Linked DNA regions of Oryctolagus cuniculus: region 2 is linked to region 1. The links are chromatin contacts, called in public Micro-C maps. All regions are on one chromosome and are shown on one strand. Each heading gives the region's core, a stretch centred on a gene start, on an enhancer-like site or on the middle of the called end of the contact. The rest is flanking DNA. Distances are from core to core; before and after follow the strand shown. Region 1 holds the start of PPFIA4 (PTPRF interacting protein alpha 4). Region 2 overlaps ADORA1 (adenosine A1 receptor).

The links. A called contact is a pair of places that touch in the nucleus more often than the background predicts.
Region 2: a contact with region 1 is called in a Micro-C map of ear pinna, with 1.8 times the contacts expected there. The contact joins the enhancer-like site here to the promoter of PPFIA4 in region 1. A contact is called at or near these places in 2 of 6 Hi-C or Micro-C datasets (ear pinna and an unstated tissue).

Annotation. Positions count from the first base shown.
Region 1 is chr13:18,792,936-18,798,108 of mOryCun1.1, forward strand. PPFIA4 (PTPRF interacting protein alpha 4) reads left to right here and starts at 1,594. Exons shown (of 27, transcript XM_070055110.1): 1 at 1,594-1,695; 2 at 1,869-2,033; 3 at 2,307-2,381; 4 at 2,594-2,683; 5 at 3,227-3,418; 6 at 3,630-3,776; 7 at 4,061-4,195. The coding sequence starts at 1,594.
Region 2 is chr13:18,893,518-18,898,662 of mOryCun1.1, forward strand. ADORA1 (adenosine A1 receptor) reads left to right here. Exons shown (of 2, transcript NM_001171073.1): 2 at 3,195-4,671. The coding sequence ends at 3,840. Among named protein-coding and RNA genes, the nearest start is that of MYBPH, 9.9 kb to the right of the region's middle. Within about 2 kb of position 1,499, at least 1 of the 8 cell types and tissues checked has an H3K27ac peak or open chromatin away from gene starts, as enhancers often do. A contact at or near this core is called in ear pinna, where this site is marked.

The DNA.
Region 1 (5,173 bases), core at 344-2,843:
CTCATCCCTTCCCTCTCTTGTCTCCCAGTCTCCTTTTTTTTTTTTTTTTTAATTTTATTTATTTATTTGACAGGTAGAGTTACAGACAGTGAGAGAAAGAGAGAGAGAGAGACAGAGACAGAGAGAGAGGTCTTCCATCCGCTGGGTCACTCTCCAAATGGCTGCAGCAGCCGGAGCTGCACTGATCCGAAGCCAGGAGCCAGGAGCTTCTTCTTGGTCTCCCAAATGGGTGCAGGGGCCCAAGCACTTGGGCCATCTTCCACTGCTTTCCCAGGCCATAGCAGAGAGCTGGACTGGAAGATGAGCAACCAGGACTAGAACTGGCGTGCATATGGGTTGCCGGTGCCGCAGGTGGAGGATTAACCTAGCGTGCCACAATGCCGGCCCCTCCCAGTCTCCTTTGCTGGCAGCGAGCAGAGGTTGCTTTGGGAATTGTTCCCTTGGTTGTGAGTCCTCGGTGTGTGAGGGCGGCTGCAGTGTCGGGTGGGCCATAGCCTCTGCCCAGTTGCTCGCAGGCCTTGGGCAGCCACGGAGGGTGGGCCCCTCACCTGGAAGCTGTTCTAGAATGGGAGAATTTGTGGGGAACAGGTTAGGATGGGCCTGGGATGGTGGGGCCAGCCTCTTACCCCTCTGCTCCTCCTGGGGCAGGTGGGGGGCAGTGGGCACCCCCCCCCCCCCGCCGAGGAGAGACGAGATGCGTGGGTATTAGGTCAGGGCAAGGGTTTTGGCATCAGGGGTAGCCCTGGCCCGAGTGAGCAGGGCCTCCAGGAACCAGGGCTGAAGCTCGGGCGGAGCTGGGGCATCAGGCAGGGGCCTCCACTCCGCCTGCTTTGTCGGCCGCCCGCAGCCTGCGGAACTTGGGGGACAGGTGGGAGAAACTTCTTGGGTGCCGACTCCGACACCATACTCAAAACTCCCTTCTCTTCTTGCTCTGATACCCATCCGCTCCTGTCTGGACCTTGTTCCCCAAACCAGGGGGCAGATCTACCCTCTGTCTCTCTCTTTTCTAAAGATTTATTTGTATTTGTTTGCAAGCTCTTCCATGTGCTGGTTCACTCCCCAAATGGCCACAACAGTGGGCCCAGGGCCAGGCTGAAGCCAGGAGCCTGGAGCTCCATTCGGGTCTCCAGCAGGGGCCCAAGCACTTGGGCCATCTTCTGCTCTTGTCCCAGACACATTAGCAGGGAGCTGGATCAGAAGTGGAGCAGCCGGGACTTGAACTGGTGCCCGTTTGGGGTGCCGGCGACACAGGTGGCGGCTTTCCCTGCTACCACAGGCCCCTCCATCACTTTCTAAAGCCGAGTGTCGCTGAGTTGCAGGAGAAAGGGAAGGGCCAGTGTGTGTAGGGGAAGGGACTCTCACTCTTGTGTCTACCTCGGCTCCCTCGTGTCCTGATGCATGCTTGGTCTGCACTCGGACTTCCCTGGGGAAGCACCTGCTGGCCACAGCTCTGCGGCCCTGCAGTGGGGGTGGAGCTTTGTGCCGGGGAGGGGTGGAGGTGAGGGATGAGGGAGAGGAGCCCTCCACAGCAGGTGGGCTGGACAGTGCCCAGAGGCTGCATCCCCAAGCCCTGAGGGACCTTGGGGTTTTCAGGAATTTGCCACCTTAACCCGGGAGCTGAGCATGTGTCGGGAGCAGCTTCTGGAGCGGGAGGAAGAGATCTCGGAGCTGAAAGCAGAGCGGAACAACACCAGGGTGAGTGGGCGTGGCCTGGAGTGTGTGTGTGTGTGTGTGTGTGTGTGTGCACGCGCGCGCACGCTCTTTTCCAGCGTGTCCTCATGCGCACTCGGTGAGCAGGTAGGCCCCGTGTGCAGCCCCCAGGGCATGGGCTCCCAACTCTCCTCTGGCCCTCGCTTGCTCCCCGCCAGCTGCTTCTGGAACATCTGGAATGCCTGGTGTCCCGGCATGAGCGGTCCCTGCGGGTGACCGTGGTGAAGCGCCAGGCGCAGTCGCCTTCGGGCGTGTCCAGCGAGGTGGAGGTGCTGAAGGCCCTCAAGTCGCTGTTTGAGCACCACAAGGCCCTGGATGAGAAGGTACTGTCTCCACGACATTCCCCTGCCCGCCCGGCCTCCCCTCCCTCCCTCAGGTGTCTGCTTGTAGCGTTTGGGGAACCTCTGGCTTCAGAGCCCACTCCGTCCCACCGGTGACCCAAGTTCAAGGTCCTCTGTTGGGTTCCCTATGGAAATTTGTCTTTGGGAGGCCTCTCACTTTCCTCCCTGGCTGACAGCAGCAGACCAGGCCCCACCCCTCCACCCTGCGTGCAGAGGGGTCCCCTCCCTTCTTCTATCTCGCCTTCCCTTGGGCAGGTGCGGGAGCGGCTCCGGGCAGCCCTGGAGCGAGTGACGACCTTGGAGGAGCAGCTGGCAGGAGCCCACCAGCAGGTAAACTGCCTGGGCCCCTTGGTCAGCGCCCTGCAGCTCTTGGACGCCCAGACTGCTTCAGTTCTGGGCTCTGCGCCTCCCTGGGCTTCTCCCTGCTGTGGCTGAGGGCCGTAAGCCCAGGCTAGACCGGCACCTCTTTCTGGGAGGTGGGGCCGCAGAAGAGTCTGGAACGTGTGGGAGGGTCTCGCCTCCAGGACTCATGTGCCCTACAGGTGTCCGCCCTGCAGCAGGGGGCAGGGGTCCGGGATGGAGCTGCAGAAGAGGAGGGGATGGCAGACATGGAGCCGAAGCGCCTGTGGAAGGTGGGTGCCGGGAGCTGCCCGTACCCCCCAGGAATACGGAGTGGAGGCCCTGCCCTGCCTCAGTTCAGTAGAGCAACTGCTTGAATTCAACTTGAGGCTTTCTCCACTATTCCCACTTCTTCTTTCTCCCTCCCATTTCACCTGCAAAGAGAGTTTTGTTTTGGTGCCCAGCGTACCGCTGGGCATGCCATGTGCTTGTCCGCCTCTGCTCTGCGGGGCCCCTAGCTCAGGGGTCAGCAGCAGGCAGGATTCCTTCTTTGTCCCCCCACCCCCAGCCCCCAGGCCCCTTTCTGGGTTACGAGAGGTAACTGAGACAGCAGGCAAGGCCAGAAAGTGCTGATCTGCAGGATTCAGGGGAGAGCGAGGGTGTTTGCTCATTGCGGTGTGTGTGGAGGGGGAGTTCCTGGGCCCCCAGGGGAAGGAAGGTGAACTTGGAGGTGTGCTGTGATGTCTGGGGGGGCAGAGCTCTGATCTGCTCCGGGGTGGGGCAGGGGAGTGAGTGACCCTGGCTCCCTGGAGACTGATGGCTCACTGTCCCCCGAGGATGGCGTGGGCCGGGTGGAGGAGCTGCAGGAGCTCCTGGAGAAGCAGAACTTTGAGCTGAGCCAGGCCCGGGAGCGACTGGTCACCCTGACCGCAACCGTGGCTGAACTTGAGGAGGACCTGGGCACAGCCCGCCGGGACCTCATCAAGTCGGAGGAGCTGAGCGGCAAGCACCAGCGGGACCTGCGGGAGGTGCGCATGGGCGCAGGCATTGGCGCTCAGGACGGTGTGGGCGGAGGGCGGGGCAGGGCCGGGGCAGCTAAGACCCAATGCCTGGCGGGTCCGGCGTGGGGAGGAGGGATGAGGGGGGTATCATGCCGGCCGGTGTTGGGGGCAGATGCATAGAGGGGGAGGTAGGGGAGGGGCTGGTGACCTCCCTTCTTGTCCCCTGTGCTGCCCCCAGGCTCTGGCCCAGAAAGAGGACATGGAGGAGCGAATCACCACGCTGGAGAAGCGCTACCTGGCTGCTCAGCGGGAGGCCACGTCCATCCACGACCTCAACGACAAACTGGAAAACGAGCTGGCCAACAAGGAGTCCCTGCACCGCCAGGTAAGGCCTCCCCCTGGGGTGCGGTGGGCATCCTGCCTGACCCTCGAGGTCCCCGTGATCCTGCTAAAGCCAAATGTCGCTTGGGGGCCCAGGAGCCCCTGGGGTCCTGCAGGTCAACTCGGGGCAGGGGAAGTCAGGCATCTTGGACAGCCGAGGACCCAGATGGTCCCTTGCTGCTTCTGACCCGTCACCTGCTCTCTGCTGAGGCCGGGGGGCGTTGTGCTCCATTCTGAGTCACGTCTCCACCCCTCCCCGTCCCTGTCCCCCCCCCCCCCCCCCCCCAGTGTGAGGAGAAGGCCCGGCACCTGCAGGAGCTGCTGGAGGTGGCCGAGCAGAGGCTGCAGCAGACAATGCGCAAGGCGGAGACGCTGCCAGAAGTGGAGGCTGAGCTGGCCCAGAGGGTTGCAGCCCTCACCAAGGCAAGTGGGCCCGAGGCTGGGCCCTGCCCTGTCCCCGCGTCCTGGACGCTGCTGGAGCCACACGGGCAGTGGGGGAGGGAGAGGGAGGCGCACTGGGCCGGGAGCCAGACACCCGCACTGCGTGACTGCCTGTCTGGCAGTGGGAAGAGTACTCCTACCCCTGTCCCTCCACGGGGGTGTGACCGGCCCCTAAGGAGGGGCGATGCCGGCGGAAGTCCTCATGTTGTCTTCTCACCGTGTGGCTCCTTCCTCCTTTTGTTTGGGGCTGGCGTGGGCAGATGAGGACTTTACTCTCTGGGAAGGTGAACCAGAGAGGAGGTGTGGGCCACATCTCTACGTCCCCTGGGCTGCAGGCGAGCACGTTTATTTGTAAAACCAATTTGAAGCACTGTAGATCGAGGGTTAACGTTTCAGTAATTCCTGAAAAGCGCACAGGCCGTCAACACAGGAAGCTGTCGGAGAGTAGGGTACACCGTGCGCTTGGACACGGGCGTGTCCATCAGAAGAACTTGGGAGTGTTTTCAGCAGGTTGGGGCCTCCGGGGTCCTGATGCAGGGTCACCATAGCTACCCTGAGCCATGCAGAGGACTCCTAACTCCTAACTCCTAACTCCAGTGGTTAGTAAGCACCGGGCCCTGGGGGCTGTGCAGGACCGAGGCTGGCCCATGTGCCCGTGTGGTAGCCTAGGTGCTCTGGGGCCCGTGGCCTGGCTGTCCCCCCAGGAGACACTGAGTGGCTCTGTGGCCGGGGAAAAGTCACCCCCTCACTAAACTAAACTGAATGTCCTTTCCTCAGGGATGCTGATGTTGGACTTGGTGGTCGCTAAGGGCTTTGCAGCCCCTGGGAAGGGAGGGCTGGGTTTTAATTCCGGCAGGGTGCTGTGTGTGGGGTGCTGAGCAGTCGGCTGCAGTGTCCCCAGAGACTGCCCGGAAGGGGCAGGCTCAGGGACTCATGCGTCCTAGGGCGTCATGGCGGGTG
Region 2 (5,145 bases), core at 249-2,748, 100 kb after region 1:
TCCAGGCAGTCAGGAAGGGTGAGGGGAGGGTGGGAGGAGGAGGCCCCTCCCCAGCCCAAAGCTGCCTCCTTCCCCCACCCAAGACCCCGTCGGTGTCTCCCTCCCCATCCTCCATAGGCCATGGGGACCCAGATGCAGGTCCTTGGCTGGGCGACAGCTCCTGGGGGCTCCTGGCCCACCCCTGGGTCGGGCCAGTGCCCTCCTTGGACGGCACCCAGACAGGGCCACGGTAAAGCTCCCAGGCAAGGGCTCTTCCACACCTGAGGCCTCACAGTTGCCCTGGGGCCCTGCAGCAGGCCGCAGGGCTGCTCCCGGGGTCCCAGCCCCTGGGGAGTGGCTCCCTGGTGCGGCACAGCTGGGTACGGCCACCTGAGACCACACCCAGCAAGGGCTGTGTCCGTGGCAAATGTGATGCCAAGGAGACAAGTGATGGGCCGTGGGGAGGACAGGATGCCTGCCCCCCCCCCCCCCTTCCTCCTGCTGGAACCCTGCTGGCCGCAGGAAGCTGGAGCTGGGACCTGGCCCCACCCTCCACCTGTTGCTGGTGAGGACGCACCGTTCTCTGGTCCCTCCCCATAGATTCATACCCAGAGTTTGCCTCCTTCTTCCTCTTCTAGATTTATTTTATTTATTGGAAAGGCAGAGTGATAGAGAAAGAGACTGAGAGACAGAAAGAAAAAGTCATCTTCCACCCTCTGGTTCACACCCCCAAGTGGCCACCACAGATGGGGCTGGGCCAGGCCGAATCCAGGAGCCTGGAGCTCCATCCGGGTCTCCCACGTGAATGGCAGGGCACAAGGACTTGGGCCATCATCCGTTGCCTTCCAAGATGCCTTAGCAGGAAGCTGGGTCAGAAGTGGAGCAGCCGGTACTGGAACTGGGGCTCCAGTGCGGTGTGCTGGCATCACAGCCTGCCCCACCACAACGCTAGCCCTTTCTCTTTCATTGTGCTTATTTATTGCCATCTACTTCAGCTGGGTCAGAAACCGGGGAGCCTGGACTCGGGCTGGCGCTCTGACAGGGACGCGGGCATTGCGCCTGTTGTGCCACAGCGCCCCCTGCCTGCCCAGAGCTTCCTTGGTAGTGTCTGGGAGGACCTGATGGTATCTAGGAGTGAGAGCCTCGGACCCGTCCTGAGCAAAGCCAGAGGGGAGCCTCTGGGCTGTGTTTGCCGAGCATCCGGAGACCCTGGACTTCTCCCAGGAGCAAGTGCATTTAGGGGCGTGGAGGGGTCAGGGCTGGGCAGAGCAGCACCAGCGGGGAGCCCCCGGAGCAGCTGCACCTGCAATGTTCCGTGGGGTCCTCAGCCTGGGCAGCAGGTCTCGTCTTCCAGAGGGGGCACTGAGCTGGGGGGGGCCTTGTGCTTTGCCATGGGGGGCATGGATTTGGCTGCTCTGCCGAGGATGGGAAAGGGGTGGAATCGGCTTCCACTGCAGCTCGCGTCTAAGAAACACGCGTGAGGCACGAGGGAACAGGTCAGCTCCTGAGGTCGGGGGCCTGGGGGTGCAAGGGTGCCACCATGGCCCAGTAGGGAGGGGGCAGTGCTCTGAAGGGTCTCCGAGTCCCCTGGAATGATAAGGAGAGGGGGAGCGGGGTCCTGGATGTCCCTGCTGGCACTCCTCTTTCTATGGGGGGGGGGGCGAGGGGGCGCCTGTCTTCTCCCGCCCTCCAGATTATCCCCCTGCACTGTTGGCCAGGGCATGAGGGGCCTGCAGCAGACGGTCAGGCATTCTGGCATCCAGCCCCCGGGGGGCTCAGGAGCTGTTTGCCTGGCAGGAGGGCGCTCGTCCATCTCTGGAGGCTGCCCTGGAAAATAACAACTGGGCACGCTCAGCGGCTCCTGTGTGGGGCTGGGCAGTCCCAGCCCTTGGCACCCGCTCCAAGGGCAGCGTGCGGGCCGGGTTGGTATAAAGGGAAGCAGGGAGCCCCTGAGCCTGTAAAACCCGTCTCCCTCATGAGGAGGAGGGCCCCTGCCGCACCCCCACCCCTGCCTGATAGGAGGCGGCTTGGACGGCCCCTCCCTTCACAAATTCTTTATCTCCCTGGAAGGACACATTAGGGCCTGCAGTTGTCTGTTCAAGCCCTGACTTTTGTGTTGTCTGCCTCTCTCCCCGGGAGCTCTGGGGAGGCAGAGAACCATGGAGCCCCTGAGAGATGCTTGCTGAGCCGGTACGTGACAGCATGGAAGTTTCTAGCACACGGTAGAGGCTCAGCGAACATCTTTCTCTCCTGAGATCATTCCCAGTCAGTCCAGGGTGCAGGGCTGGTTCTTCTTCTTTTAAAGATTTATTTTATTTGTTTGAGAGGCAGAGTGGCAGAGAGACACGGAGAGAGGAAAAAGTCTTTCCACCCGCTGGTTTACTCACCCAATGGCCACAACAGACCGAAGCCTGGAGCCTGGAGCTGCATCCAGGTCTCCCACGTGGGTGCAGGGACTCGAGCACTCGGGCCATCCTCCGCTGCTTTCCCAGGGGCATTAGCAGGGAGCTGGGCCGGGGGTGGAGCAGCCGGGACTCACACTGGTGCTCATACGAGCCATCGGCTGCAAGCAGTGCCTTGGCCCACTGCTCCACAGCAAGGACCCTACCAAGAGCAGGGGTCTCCACACCAACCTTTTTGGGGAATGGGAGTAAAGACAGAGGTGGAGACGGGGCGGTGGCATGGGCAGGCGTGGACGGGGCAGAGTCAACAGAAGGGGGTGCAGGAGGTTTTGCTTAGGACGCTGGTGTCAGCCGGCCCAGCGGAGGGGTGGTTTGCCGATCGCCTGGCCACGTGGGGCAGTGTCGGGGTGTTAGGAAGCACTTCTGTGGGCCCTGGGCTCGTCATGGGTCTCTGTGAGGCCTCGGTTTCCTCAGCTGTCAAATGGGCAGTCTTCACACTGCCAGAGATTTCAGAAGCCACCGGGGACGTGACAAAGCTGCGACGAGATGGCGGGGCGGGGCGAGGGGAGTGCCCAGCACCCGTGAACAATTTTCACTCGTGTCTTTTCCTTAAAACTCCTGATTAGCCTTGGCTATTTTCAGCCATGATTTTTATCACGGATCGGGGTCCCTCTCTGTGCAGGAGAAGGGAGCCGGTGCACTGTCCTGGATCCTGGTGGACGCGTGCACCCCCCACCTCCACCCTGCCCGCTCACCGGGGCCCAGGAGGCTCTCCGGAGAGCTGCAGCCCCTCACTCTGCCCCTCGCCCGCAGGTACAAGGCAGTGGTGACGCCGCGCAGGGCGGCGGTAGCCATCGCCGGCTGCTGGATCCTCTCGCTCGTGGTGGGCCTGACGCCCATGTTCGGCTGGAACAACCTGCGGGAGGTGCAGCGGGCCTGGGCGGCCAACGGCAGCGTCGGGGAGCCGGTGATCAAGTGCGAGTTCGAGAAGGTCATCAGCATGGAGTACATGGTGTACTTCAACTTCTTCGTGTGGGTGCTGCCCCCGCTACTGCTCATGGTCCTCATCTACCTGGAGGTCTTCTACCTGATCCGCCGGCAGCTCAGCAAGAAGGCGTCGGCCTCCTCCGGAGACCCGCACAAGTACTACGGCAAGGAGCTGAAGATCGCCAAGTCGCTGGCCCTCATCCTCTTCCTATTCGCCCTCAGCTGGCTGCCTCTGCACATCCTGAACTGTGTCACCCTCTTCTGCCCATCCTGCCAGAAGCCCAGCATCCTCGTCTACACCGCCATCTTCCTCACGCACGGCAACTCGGCCATGAACCCCATCGTCTACGCCTTCCGCATCCACAAGTTCCGGGTCACCTTCCTCAAGATCTGGAACGACCACTTCCGCTGCCGGCCCGCACCCGCCGGCGACGGCGACGAGGACCTCCCGGAAGAGAAGCCCAACGACTAGGCGCTGCCCTCTGCTCTTCCAGCCCAGCCGGTCCTCCCCTCCCCTCCGCCCCAAGGGGCCCCTTCCCAAAGGAGTGCACCCCTGCACCCCGGGGCTCGGAGTGGGGAGGGAACCCGCGCCCCAGGGCGCGAGGAGCGTCTTGAGCCCACCCACCTGCCTGACCACCCCAGGAGTGAGCAGGGCCCCCGTTCAAGGGGTGGGTGGGCCCCGGGGAGGCTGGGCGTGCAGAGGGGCCGTGTGGGCGGATGAGGCTGCCTGGACTTCTGCGCCAGGCAGGGGTCTGCTTGTTGGGGTGCTGGTGATGCAGAAGACAGGATGCTCTCCGGGAGGGAGGGGAGCAGCACGTGGGGAGGGGGTGTCTTGGCCTTGCTTTCTCTGCGCAGCAGAAGGGGCTCAGAAGCAGCTAAGGGACAGGACTCAAGGAGCCTCCATCCCCACCTCCAAGGACTCTGCCCAGGGCCGTGCCAGGTGCCAGGCGGCCGACTCAGGATCGCACTTTGGAGAGGCAGAAAGAGTGGGTCCAAAAATCATTTCTGACCTGGGCTTTTATTCTGCACCAGCCCTTGGACTGTGGGCAGGGGTGGAGTGGTGGGTGCTGGCCTCACACAGCCACCAGGCGGCAGCACTGAGCCCTCCTTGCCCTGCACCTCGCTGGGCGGCGCCTGGCTGTGCCAGCCGGATGGCACCGTGTATACTGCCCAATGGAGGGGGAACCCCAACCATGCCAACATGCTGCCTGCCAGCCCCCCCCAGGAAGACGAAGAGGGGAAGGGTCCCTGCAGGCTTGGTCGGTGCTCACCGGGGCACCTGCGGGGTGGGAAGTGGCGGGCAAGGACTGGCCGGAGACCGCTCTCGAGGAAGGTCCACTGGCCCTTAGATGCCCAAAGCTCAGGCTGGGGCTTTGGGACGCTCTTGACAGATGGACTCCAGGCATTTAGGGATCTGGGAAAGGCCTGGCCTGCAGCCTCTGTGCACAGGGCCTGCTGGAAGGGGTTCTAGACCCTTCTGTTGGAGGCGGGTGTGAGGCCATGAGGCTAATAAAAGACCGGACCCTGGCGGAGATCATGTGCTGTCAGGGGCGTGGGGGCGGCGGGGCGGCCTCTGGGAGAAGCAGTAGTGGGGAGGGGATGCGGAGGCTGTGGGAGCCGAGGTTCCCTCCAGGGTGTGTCTGTTGCCATGGTTACGCATCCAGGTGACAAAGCCCGAATCAGACGGCAAGAGCCTGAACATGCACGTGTCGGGAAAGTCCCCGTGACATCCAGAGCCCCCTCCCACGGCCCCCTCCTCATGGGGACATTCGATGGC